3 separate regions of the Zea mays genome follow, and regions 2 and 3 are each linked to region 1. A link is a contact called in public Hi-C data. All regions are on one chromosome and are shown on one strand. The core of a region is the stretch at or near the end of the contact, and the rest is flanking DNA. Distances in the headings are between cores, read along the strand shown. Region 1 holds the start of LOC100382965. Region 2 has its middle 23 kb from the start of LOC103641163. Region 3 holds the start of LOC100192484 (YTH superfamily protein).

The links. A called contact is a pair of places that touch in the nucleus more often than the background predicts.
Region 2: a contact with region 1 is called in a Hi-C map of ear, with 1.8 times the contacts expected there. The contact joins the enhancer-like site here to the promoter of LOC100382965 in region 1. A contact is called at or near these places in 3 of 25 Hi-C or Micro-C datasets (ear, endosperm and tassel).
Region 3: a contact with region 1 is called in a Hi-C map of leaf, with 6 times the contacts expected there. The contact joins the promoter of LOC100192484 here to the promoter of LOC100382965 in region 1. A contact is called at or near these places in 13 of 25 Hi-C or Micro-C datasets (bundle sheath, ear, leaf and 4 more) and 1 of 3 datasets of contacts at active chromatin or transcription factors (leaf).

The regions. Positions count from the first base shown.
Region 1 is chr10:67,655,668-67,659,757 of Zm-B73-REFERENCE-NAM-5.0, reverse strand. LOC100382965 reads right to left here and starts at 2,538. Exons shown (of 11, transcript NM_001353406.1): 1 at 2,263-2,538; 2 at 1,217-1,386; 3 at 1,021-1,123; 4 at 770-938; 5 at 500-634; 6 at 53-396. The coding sequence starts at 2,414.
Region 2 is chr10:67,510,940-67,515,275 of Zm-B73-REFERENCE-NAM-5.0, reverse strand. No RefSeq gene overlaps it. Among protein-coding and RNA genes, the nearest start is that of LOC103641163, 23 kb to the left of the region's middle. Within about 2 kb of position 2,720, at least 17 of the 20 cell types and tissues checked have an H3K27ac peak or open chromatin away from gene starts, as enhancers often do. A contact at or near this core is called in ear, endosperm and tassel, where this site is marked.
Region 3 is chr10:67,410,395-67,414,753 of Zm-B73-REFERENCE-NAM-5.0, reverse strand. It overlaps LOC100192484 (YTH superfamily protein), which reads left to right and starts at 1,774. Exons shown (of 9, transcript NM_001137704.1): 1 at 1,774-1,960; 2 at 2,778-2,851; 3 at 2,949-3,120; 4 at 3,466-3,542; 5 at 3,618-3,921; 6 at 4,039-4,106; 7 at 4,305-4,359. The coding sequence starts at 1,924.

The DNA.
Region 1 (4,090 bases), core at 1,289-3,788:
GGGATCAGCAAGACCCTAAGCATCAGAAACACCCTATCAAATATCACATTACCTATTATGGCTGTATAGGAACTGCAATGTCAACTGAATAGATGTTTCTCCTGACAGTATACCCTTGATTTTTGTCAGCCTGTCAGCATGTGTTGCTGCATTTGAATCCACAGTGGTAGCACTGCCGTTTGGCATGTTTATGTCATCTCTCATCTGGACATCCCCAGACAGTTCTGTAGCAGCGTTAGTTTGATTACTTGGTACAGTCGGTCCGCTGTCAAGGTCCACGTGGGCAGAAGTATGTGAACTCAGTGCATCAAGGTGATTCCGCACATTCAGGAGGAAAGCCTGATTTTCATTTTCAGCAAGATCGAAAGCAGTTTGGTATGCAAGGAGAGCATCATCCTGGCAAATGAACATAAGGTTAAGTTTCCAAAACAATGGCAATCAGCAAACTGAGAAAACTGTCTTGTTTGGCAGAGGGAAAAGTGAAAAAAGTGGGGCATACCTTGCTTCCAGAAATCAGCTTGTCCAACATGTTCGCAACACTTTCAGGCTCACCCAAGAACATAAGACACTGGCAAATGCTTAAATAATCTGGATTTGGCAATGTCTGATATATTTTGACAAGACATTGTAGAATCTAGAAATACAAAAACAAAACGTTAGATCACAAGCCAATTTTCTAATATTTTGTGCACAGTAGTTGTGTGCCAATCACAAGAGGTTGAATTAGTTGACAGGATTTATAATACCAATCATCCATAGCATTGCCTACCTCTAATCTATATTCACGGTGACTAACATATTGGTGAGACAGATTGATGCAATATGAAAGCACTCCATGAAGATTATCACATCGGGAAATTGCTGCCTCCAGTTTATCCAGTCTCCGGCACTCAACAGACATACCCATGGCCTGTTGATATTTTCCATCAAGAATGCACCTGAAATGCAACATGTATGTGTGAACTCAGAACTGCATTTTAATAAACCAAGAAATAATGGACCATGAGGAAACTATCATACTTGTCCAGCATCCTTTCCACTATGGCCTCCAGCCTAGGGTCGATCGTTTTTTCTTCCCCAGTGCCCCTTGATTGGATGGCAGTATATTCATCCAAAGCTTTTGCTGAAAAAATAAACAAGAAATAATGTTAACATAGTACTTTTAATGCTGGCAATAATTAACTGGCCATGATGCAGGCACCAGGCAGTTCCTCACCTAACAGTGTTTGAGCATAATCAGAGTCGTCAGAAACATCAAACAAGGGTCCAGCGCCAAGTGCATATGACAGAGCATCATTTAGCTCGCCCAAGTAGAAAAATACCTTAGAGGCAACTAGTGCTGCAAGTTGCCTCTGGACAAACTCCTCGTCTTCATACAAACTCTCACTGCAAGCAGCAGGGAACAAATTGTGAGGAAATAGGAATACAGGACAAAGCAAAGCACCTAAGCACAAACTGATTGTCAAAACTTTTTACAACCAGTGACCAGGATAATAAAGAGACAAAATATATTGCCACATGCACATCAATTGCATCAGTCATGAAGAATCTTGGTATTCATACGGATCCTTCTAAAATGAATGCAACTCCCAGGAAATAAACACCAATTCTCATATAGCATTTACTCATTTCTCCGCTATGACTGGATAGCTTCTATTGAACTGAGGAGCAACCAATAAGCTAAGGGCAGTTCCGACATTAAGAGAGACATTAAACAGTATAAACACATAATCAGTATTACTTTGTCACAGGTTACAAGTTTTTATTTTAAAGAACAAAGTTACCACATTTGATTCATACCCTATCATGACAACCCGAATATAGAAGTTCGGGATTTGTTGCCTTAAACAATCTAGAAACTTAGCAACAAAGTTCAAATTTTTCAGCAAACAGTGTCCATAAATTGGAGGACATGTCATGACAAGCTCTAAATTCTAAAAATTCTAGGTTTCCAGTTACCAACGGTAGCACATTAACCCTCCCAAAACCTCCATCCCAACAGATCGGACACAGGGTTCCCTCTGAATGGAACTCGACGCGGCGGCGCCGCCGCCATCTAGCCGGACCTCTGCAGGCGAGCCCGAATCGAACCTAGGCTAACAGAAATTCACCGAAACTAATGGAAACGCGCGGCGATGGGGCGATGCAGCACCTGCCGTCGGCTGTGGCGGCGGTAGAGCGGGCAAATTGAGGGGTCGGCCGGGCGGGAGTGGAGGGGGCCGCTGGAGGAGCGGGGAAGGGCGCGAGGAGGAGGGGACTTACATGGAGGAGACGCTGGTGGAGATCTCGTGCCAGAAGGCGTGGACGAGAGAATTGAGGCTGGCGAGCGCGTGGAGCTTGAGCTCCGGCGCCGGCTCTTGCAGCATCGCCAGCAGGGAGCCCGCCGAGCTCACCATCACCGCCGCCGAAGCCATGTCCACCACTGCCTACGAGTACCGATCCGCCGCTCCGAGGTTCGAGTCGATAGGGTACGGGCTTGCCCTCTTGCTGCTCGCCGTCCGTCGAGGTCTGGGTGCGGCTTTGCTTGGAGCAGAAGAAGATCGCGGATTCGATTCTAGGTGGAGAGACTGGGGACTGGGGCGTAAATACAAGGCTTGGAGGAGGCAATTCGAATATGAGACAACCCTTAGTTTTAGTTATTAGTAGTTGACGTGACATTGATTTAAATAATATTAAATTTATCTTTTTCATTCTATTTTTACTGGTGTACAAACTTTATATAAATTTATAAAACATTTATATTATATATTATATTCACCATAATTTTCTAAAATTTTAGGAATTACAAATTACTTACTAAAAATAAAAATATTGTCGGTACTCTGGATCAGGGGTACCCTCTACTATAGTATAAAGACGTTGTACACATACGACGTCTCCTGGCCGCACGAAGAACGGCACCTGACCCACCACATGGGCAGGTCTAGGAGCACCGTGCGGCAAGGGAAGATGATGCACCCCAGGATGCATCGTTGGGTCCGGACCTCTACGGAGGAATACCGGACCCCTCTACACACAATCTGGATCCTCTATTACGATCCGGGACTCCCAAGGAGGCATGCCGGGTCCCTCGGATGGGCCCTAGGTCCCTCCAAGTGAGGTCCGAACCACAGCAAGGACCCGGGACAGGGGAACCCTGGAATAAGTAAGGGTCCGGTGCTGGCACGTGTCCAGGTCTTACCCTGCGTGCTCGCGCTACCCGCGAAGGTGGAGGCCCGCTGCTGCCGCGTGGCTTTTGGTCTGTGACATAAGACAACGGTCAGAGCCTGACGTAAGGCCTCTAAAGCCAAGAGGTCTCTGCATTTATTGCGGAGAAGACGCGCCGCCTGCCACCATACTGACAGACGATGTGCCCTCTCGGCATTTAATGCGTCCAGTCCTCTCCGCTGGCAGACGGCGTCAGGGTCATCCTGCAGACGGCGCACCTGTCTAGTCTATCGTCAAACAGTGCGCCCGTGCCATGCAGCTGAGAGCACCTAGAGGGGGGGGGTGAATAGGTGATCCTGTGAAAAACTTAAACTTATAGCCACAAAAACTTGTTAAGTGTTAGCACAATAGTTGCCAAGTGGCTAGAGATGAGTCCAAACACAATAACCACAAGAAATCAAACACAGAGATGGCACGGTGTTTATCCCGTGGTTCGGCCAAGTACAAAACTTGCCTACTCCACGTTGTGGCGTCCCAACGGACGAGAGTTGCACTCAACTCCTCTCAAGTGATCCAATGATCAACTTGAATACCACGGTGTTCTTCTTTACTTTGATCTTTTCCCGTTTGCGAGGAATCTCCACAGCTTGGAGTCTCTCGCCCTTACAATTGAATTTCACAAAGAAGTACGGAGTAAGGGAGGGAAGCAACACACACAAATCCACAGCAAAATGCGCACACACACGGCCAAGAATCGAGCTCACAAAACTATCTCAAAGTTCTCACTAGAACGGAGCTCGAATCACTGCGAATGACAAACGAATGCGCAAAGACTGAGTGTGGATGATCAAGAATGCTCTAAGGTTGCTTGGTGTTCTCCTCCATGCGCCTAGGGGTCCCTTTTATAGCCCCAAGGCAGCTAGGAGCCGTTGAGAGCAGATCT
Region 2 (4,336 bases), core at 1,471-3,970, 140 kb after region 1:
CGTATTCGCTTACCTGATGAATTTTAAATAGGAGCATGACTCGCAAACTTTCAGAACAATTACGTTCCAAAATTCGCGAAAACTTTAGGAGTCTAAATAGACAGAAACAGATGCGATATTAAAATCGCGATAGATGAAGATGATTAAAATTTAGCATCCATTTTATCCACTGATATCACGTGCTTAAATCCATACTCGTTGTCGAGCGGAATATAAACACCTGGGGTGTTACAACATGTACCACTAGCCCAAGCCCCGGCTCCTGGAGGTGATGATCCGGATGATTCTGGTGATGATGAAGACGGTGATGAAGAAGAACAAAACAATGACAACATTGAGAATGCCAACAATGAACAAGAAACAACTTCATTGGATTGCGGTCTGTTGTAGAACATTACACTTCAATGTTCGAGATGGGACACTTTCCAAACTTGCTGCAGGATGTCCTGCATGCACCGGGAACCTATGTTCGACCTCTATATGACACAAGGCGAGTGTCTGAGCCTCCTCGGGCTTGTTATTACATCACTCGTGTGCATATCAGAGTGTTGGATGCAGGAAATAGAGGTTTCAGGACTCTATCATCTCACGAGTCACTGAGGCTGCTATCCACGTACGTTGCTTCGGTCAGCAATGCTGCTCAAAGAGTTCTGTGGTCTCACAGTTGTACCTATCGGCAGCAGGTGCACGACACGACGTACAGGCACCTTCCCCTACGTCCTCGTGGAGAAAGCAAGACAAGTGTTGTTCCAGGTAAAGCTGGAGAAGATCGCCCCGACACCCTTGTAGGTGTGGTGGCAGGTCTTAACACTAATCTGGACAGTGCTACCCATGATCTTTCAAGGGTACATGAGGAACTTGAAGACGCACATGCAAGGATTGCAGCCCTCGAAGCTCAACTCGAAGGGAGGAATCCACCCGAAGCCCAAGTCCCTGCCATAGTTGTGTCTCTGTCCCGCAAGAGGATTCGGTATGGAGCCCTAGGATCTATTACTAGACTACTCTAAAGTTTTATAAGTCATGATGTAATAAGTTCGATTTTGCATTAGACGATGAAACTCTTTATGACACTATTATTATAATAACAATCATGTGATGTTGATGTTTGCATAATGTTTGATATGGATTTTTGCTTGACTGCAATGATCTTATGGAATGATGTCCATAAGAACATTTAAAATAAACAAATGAGCTTAACTTTAGTTAAAAGTTATCCCCCTAGAATCTTTCTCTACTATTCACTTATCTAAGGAATGCACTTTTGTAACACCCGAAATCCTGTTTTAGGATTTATAGGAGTTTTTTTTCTTTGAAAGTTTGAGTTAAAAATTTATTTAATAGGTTCCTTTCTTTATAAAATATATCTCTCTAAAGTAAATGAATACTAATATTAAGGGTTGATATCCAAAACCTAGGTAAAAATAAAGAAACTAAAAGTTGGTACAATAATTAAAAGAAAGGCTTTCAAACTATTTATCGGTCCCTTTATAACTATGTAATTAAAGCACTCTTTAAAAATATTTGAACCAAAATAATTTGTGGTGAGGAGTATATATTAACTTCTCCCAATCTACATAAAGTGTTAAGCATTGAAAATTATGGATAAAATTGTTGCAATGACCACACTTTCAAAAGCAACCTTTTTCCCCTAAAATATGGGTTTCTACATAATTAAAATATTTTGCATATATATATATATATAATATGCATTCATGCTGGCACTTTGGTTGAGCATTTGAGTTTGAGTGTGAAGTTTAAAGCAAATTTAAATTATGGATTTGGAATAGAAATTCAAAAGGGAATAGAAAACATAAAAAGGAAAAAGGAAAAAAATCATACATGGGCCAATTTCGTTTTTCTCGGCCCATTACTTCACCGCGCCGACCAGCTCACACACGCTCACGCATGGCACCAACCACTTACAGGTGGGTCCCGCCGTGGCAACTCCTCAGTCCTGCATGCCCTCTCAAGCCGCTGTCGCGTGGGCCTGGTTTGTCAGATGCCTCTTCTCCCAGCATGATCACAACAAACTTCGACTGAGTTCGACGGGGGCTTGATCCGCGATCTCCACAATCTCTCCCTCCCAACCGAATTCCCATCGGGTATATAAGCGGGAACCAGGCCCCCTTCCATGATCATCTATCCCAGGTTATGAACGCCATCGCCGAGTGGTTGGGGAACGTCAAGCCGTGCGGGTGCAGTTGGTGTCGCCGTCGTCGCTGCTCACCTTCACCGGCGCCCCGGGGGGACCAGAAGGTGGTGGATGAACTTCACTAGCGCAGTGGAGTGTGCAAGCGGAGTTGCGGAGCCCTAGGGATGATCGAGGCGCCTATAATTTCTTGCCGACGCCATTGCCCCGCCTTGGATCCTACTCGCGCCGTGGCTCGGCTTCGCTGCAACATCATCACTGGTATGATGCCCAGGATCGAGTTTGCCATCATCTCGCTTTGCGTAGCATTCGTCTAATCAGAGTTCGAGCGATCAGACACTTGGGTGGTGTGGTCCGGTGGGCGCCGCCAGCGTGGTGCAGGGGCACCGCCATGGTCGACAACCTGGGGTAGAGGATAAGTTCGCGGTCGTCGGATCCGAGTGTGATGGCTATGATTAGAAGCCTAAATACCGATTCGGCTGATAGAAATTGGACCGTCCATCGACGATCTTGGGCCTTGGTCGATCTCGCGGCGTGGCACATTCTCAGGCGTGGATCAGTGATCCGGCGGGGAGCGTTGCGTACCTGTTCAGTTTAATATGAAATCTAATATGCTCCTTAAGCTTTAGATCCAGCAACTCCAATCAGAAAATACCCTTTAAGTCGCGACCACTTTTCTTAAGAGCCCCTTTATTATAAGTAGAATCAACCCGAACCCGTGGTTCACTCTTACATCAGAGTATATAGGTCCTAAAACTTACACGTCAGCCCCTGTCTTCTATAGAAATTGTGCCCGCCATCCTTATCTAGATTAAATAAATGAGGAAATTCAGAAATGGCTTTGAAAATTAATTTCAAGTGTAAAATTTATAATTAATCTATTTTAACTTCGATTGGATCCGTTCAAGTTGCATTAACTTTATTTTAATATTGTCCACATAGTTACAATATTGTTTTATCAGATCACCTATTTTTATAAATAGACACTTATTTATCTTGTGTTTAATAGATTAACCTTTCTAATCAAAGTTAATTTGTCTATAATTATAGGTTGACTAACATATGATTTCTAATTAAGTTATATCCTAGATTAAGCTTAAGTTAGTTATTTCTTTAGAATATCCTTTTTCACATGATTTATAATAATCAACATAGAACATAGTTTTCCTGTGTAATCACATAAATCTTCTGAAAATCATAACTTTCTAACCATGACTCCAATTCTAGGGGTTATCGAGCATGCGCTCTCGTAGCGACGCATAGAATATTCTTACGTTGTTTGTTCTTATGTTTAGTGTACTGTTTTGTTTATGTACTCCTTGTCTATCTATATGTATTGCTACAAGTAGTAGTGAGGTCACGAGAAACCCGAAAACTAATTAGGTGAAGTACCTGGAAACTCGCTTATAATTACTCATGTCGGTTAATTAGCTATTTGTCTAATCGTCCGCTATTAAAATAATAAGTTAGTCAAAACTAAGTAGTAGTTTTAATTCAACTTTGATAAATGTCAATTAATATAATTATGTCGAATTAAATGGTCTAACTAATACTTGTTTAACATAAACACGATAACTTCTCGACCGTAGCTTCGACTGTTGCGTTCCTTTTCTTCGCGTGACCATAGAAGCGAGCTCTATTTGGTATTTGCTTATTTTTATAATGTTTTCCCTTGTATGGTGTAATGTTCTTATGCATATATATATATATATATTGTTTGATGGTGCCTGTTCGTGTTCGCCGCATGTCGCGAATAGAATGCGATATGTTCTCGAGCTTCGAGGAATCAACGATCAAGCTCCAACGACCAAGTGATCAAGCTCTTCGAGTTCTATGAGATTGAATACCCTGAGCACTCGTTTGGTGAAGGCAAGTGTCCTCTGACCTACTTATGTCCTATTCACATGATAATTCATTTTCCTGTATTACATAATTGAAACCTAAGGATTGACTAGCTCTCTATTCACCTTGTCCTTGATTACCTTTTGGGTTATTATGGTTAGCTTCATGCCAGTGCGCTACTTTAATCAATGAACATGATGAGATACTAATATGATACATTGATTTTAGTCTAGTTATGATTATGAACTTGTGACACTTTAGGGGGCTCGGGCTGTTTCCTGAGTACCTCTCCGTAAGGACCTGTAAGTTGAGAGACCACCCGGGAAAACAATGCAGCCATGAGGA
Region 3 (4,359 bases), core at 525-3,024, 240 kb after region 1:
TCGAGAAGTTTTCCTGGGTGCACACAAGTGAGGACAAAGTGCACACGAAAGACTCGTGTTGGTATGTGAGGATGGTCTGTGGTCTTAAAGGGCTGCCAGAAGTAAGTATCGTCAGCCCAGGAGTGGACGGGGTGTTACCAATGGTACCAGAGCCGACCCGCGTGGTTTCACGGGCGTGTGTGGGCTAGGGGTTCGGGCATATGGCACATGGAGCATATGGGCCCAGAGTGGTCACATGGTCATATGACGACACTAGACACATAGATGTGGCCAAGAGGAGAGTTTCCTGGCTTGGGTTGACTGACGAGGATGTCTGTCTTCTAAGGGGGGTAGATTGTGATATCCTGGCCCCAGTGGATGGTGATATCCTGACCTAAGGCTTAATAGAAGTAATATAGTACTCATATCAGTAATGTGCATCTTCTTTTTCGGAAGCCTGTCTTGAAAGAACCTCCAGGTTAAGCGTGCTTGACCTAGAGAAATCTTGGGATGGATGACCGACCGAAAAGTTTTCCTAGGTGCGCACGAGGACAAAGTGCACACAAAAGACTCTTTTTGGTTTGTGTGGATGGTCTATGCTCTTAAAGGGATACCAGGAGCAAGTACCGCTAGTCCAGGAGTGGACGGGGTGTTATAGTGAACTTGCAAATGGCTAGGATTAGGATGACTATTGGACTGGCCACTCCGACGTCTTAGGATGCACTGTAAAAGGAGGTGGGAGTTTCTAATAGTCTTTAAATCCACCCGGAGATTCCCACCGAGCAAGGAGTCGCTCTAGCGTAGCTTCAGGATAAGGCCAATGACGCGAGACGAAGACTCGACGCTCTGAAAAATGCCTCCATGGAGGGTCAGAGCGTTTGGAGGGAGTGATGTCGCCGCGAACTTGGGCAGGGACCTCCGGGTCCCGTCGTTTCCAGGAATGCGGAAGACGGAGCGAGCGGGTGAAGAGGAATACAAAAGCTCAGTAGCGGTCCCCTTCATTTGAAGGGAGAGAGAAGGTCACTACGAAGTATCGGTGCGGCGTAGGGAAAACCACTACGACGGAAGAAGGGTAACTGTATCCGCTAAAAGGGCGAAGGGGACAACTCACGAGAACCACTACAGATAGTCTGATACCGATATATTGCCCAAGAGGCTCCAATGGGTCTCGATTCATGTAAATGAACTAGTCTCTCGTGATCTTGTCTGGCTAAAAGCAATACTAATAAAGTAATAGTATAGGCCGTCGCTGGCTCTACAAATTCTTACCGCCATTTTTAACATATTCATATAGTGATTAATTTTTTTATTCCTACTATTAATATATGGTCCAATTTTCTCGTAAGCTAGCTGTTCTCTCTTTTTTTGGCACCTTATTCGTCCTGTGTTCTGTTATTATACTTAATAATTGCTGTACTACTAATGTGATTGCCAAGCTAAAAAAACAGAGTGCAGCTACGTACAAGCAAAGCGCCGTGGCGTGCGTGCACCTCATCCTAAAACGGCACGTGCTGATCCTGACCGGGCTGGTTAAAAATGGCCGTAAGAAGCCGGATCTGTCTATCCCTGAGTCCGGATCAGATCTGACTATTTGAGTACTGTCCCACTAACACAACCGGGTCCCAAGCCGGCAAGCCGCCCGATCGATCAGACCCGTTAAGGACGAACCTGGTGGGCTGGCCGCCTGGCCGGGATCAGCCAGCGCGACGCGAGGGGCACGTCGCCTGCAGCCGCGGCTGTATAATATCACTGGTGGGCAGAGACGCTCGTGGTTTCATTTCTTCCCCCCTTCTCGTCACGTGCAAAGGGGGGAAAACTTCTTTCTCTCTCTTTTTTTTCCCTCCCCCGCCCGAATCTGATGCTTAAACCCTCGCCGGGAGGAGGATTCCAATCCCGACGCACCAGCCCGCGCCCGCCACCTACAGCCGCGCCCGGATCTCCGCCATGGCCGCCGCGCCGCACCAGGCCCAGGGCCCCGCAGGTGCGACGACCTTGCGCCCCCTGTTGCTGGATTGGGGGGTTTGACTTTCTGATTCCCCCTCGCCGCTGGGTCGTGATTTTGCCTTGTCGCTGCTCGAATTCTCTTGCTCGAAGGGTCCTGCGCGCTGTTTCGGTCGGAATTCCCGCCGGGGCTGTGATCTCGGGGCGGGCCCTGCTGCCGACGTCGCGGTGGGGGGCTCTGTTGGGGCTCCCTAGGTCAAGATTGGTTCCGGAGCTGCGATTCCTTTGCTCAGCGGAAGCCTCGTAGCTGCGAATGTTCCGTCGGGGTTGCGTGCTCGCACCTAGCCGTGGAAGAAGATGCGCGGAGCACGGGGCGGCTGGGATTTGTGCTGATTACGTTGCCCCACGTCTTCGCGAGGGCAATAGCGTCTTTTCTTCCTTTTTTTCCCACCCCTTCTGCTGGGGCACGTCCGCCTACAGGTGGACGGTTCAGGCGTTCAGGGGATTGCTAGCCGTAGCGACTAGCCGTTCTACACGAGGTAGCACGGCAATGTTGCTGCCAGTACGAGCAGGATACGATCGTCGGTGTACAATGGGAAGCTCTAGCTTCAGTACATATTAGGTATTCGAGTAATCTGCTGTACAGCAGGACACAGCTAGCTGCTTCTGATGGCCTGGTCATGGCAACGCGTGAGTTTGTCCTGTGCATATGCGTGTAGTAGCTTCGGAATGCTTAGGATTGAGGAGTTGTACAGCTTGCCATCCTTCTCTTTGAGTTTTGGCTATTTTGCACAATAACAAGGTAACTTCCCACGATTCCTGCTGCCAGCTTATCTTTCTATATTTATGTTTTGTAGATAGTGTGATTCCGCTGCAGTCTGAACCTGCACTTGATAATAATCCCTCCAAGAGTGCAAACGCTAGGGACCAGGTAATTTAGCTTCCATCTAGAGTTTATCTCCTTCTCATCTATGCTTTGAAATGTTGCTCATGAATATGTTGTCATGAATATGTTGCTGTTGTGACAGATTCTTTCTGGTACGGAGAATGTGACTACAGGCAATGCACGCGGCGGCAGCTCCTTGAAATCGCAAAAAGGCCCGCCAGAGAAGGCTAGCTCTGTCGGAAAACCTGGAGAACAACCTTTTCCCTACCATCAAAATGTGTATGCACCACAGCCACAACCACTCTATCCTGGAGGTTAGGGTACATCCATTGCCTTTTTAATTAATGTTAGCACATGTTCTGAATTCTGTTGCATGAAGCACAAGACAAATATATATCCATAGCTTCTAAACAATCATGTTTCTGTTGTTTCTGGCTGAATTTGTCTTTTGACTGGTTGTACAATTGATAATAAATTTTCAGTAATCTGCTTTGTTCACCTCTATTTGAATTAATTGTGGAAGTGTCAATCTTGTCCTAATGAGGGCACTGAAGTGTATTATTCAATTCCAGACTTAGGCTCTGTATCAAGGCAGCAACTTTCACTTTTCATGGAGTGCTATTTTAAATTTAATGTCCTTTTTCTTCCCCTTACTGTAGGCTACATGAACCCTTCAGGACAATGGGAGGAATATCCCCATTATGTGAGTATGGAGGGGCTCCATTCCGTATCTCCCGTAAGTTGCTGGAATTACTGAGCTTTTTTGTGTTCTGTTAATAGCTTTTTTCCCTAAATATTTTTGTTCTTGAAGGGAATCTACAATGACAACCAGTCCCTCATGCTATCTCCTGGATATGCAAACAATCCCCAAATGATGTATGGAGCATATTCTCCTGTTTCCACCGTTGGGGATGGCCAACAATACCTCCCTATGCATTTTCCCTTCTCAAGTCCTTACTATCAACCACCAGCTTCTCCTAGCATGGGATATTCAAGCTCTGCGACTGGAATATCCCAAGGAGACCCTATGCTGCAGCAAGAGTACTTCCTTCCTGATGGTCTTCTATATTCACCCACACAAGGGTATCATCAACCATTCAGCTCATTCGACAGAGGTAACATTTCTCCTCTAAAGTTTCTTGTTTAGCTGCAGGTAATTTTTTTTTATCGCAAACAACATGTGTTATAATAGTGCTTAGAGCCATGCCTAACTATGTTTTGACCTTTTGCAGCACCAACACAACTAAATAATGCTCCTGGGTTGTTTGGTCAAGGGAATCTACCACTGGCTTCTGGAATGGTATGCTGTCATGCAATTGAGTTCTGAGCATACATGGGTATACTACATTTGGTTGTTTGTTATGGGGATTCAAGAAGGGTTTATATTTAGAGGCAATATTTGGTTTACCATGCAGTAGTTATTTGTGGAAGTCAATTTTGACTTGTTTATGTTAATGCACCACTTATTGTCCAGCGCTGATAATGTATGTTGTTGCAGCACCATGGATCGATGTATGGTCCTGGATCCTACAAGGGACGCCAGCAAGGTAGCA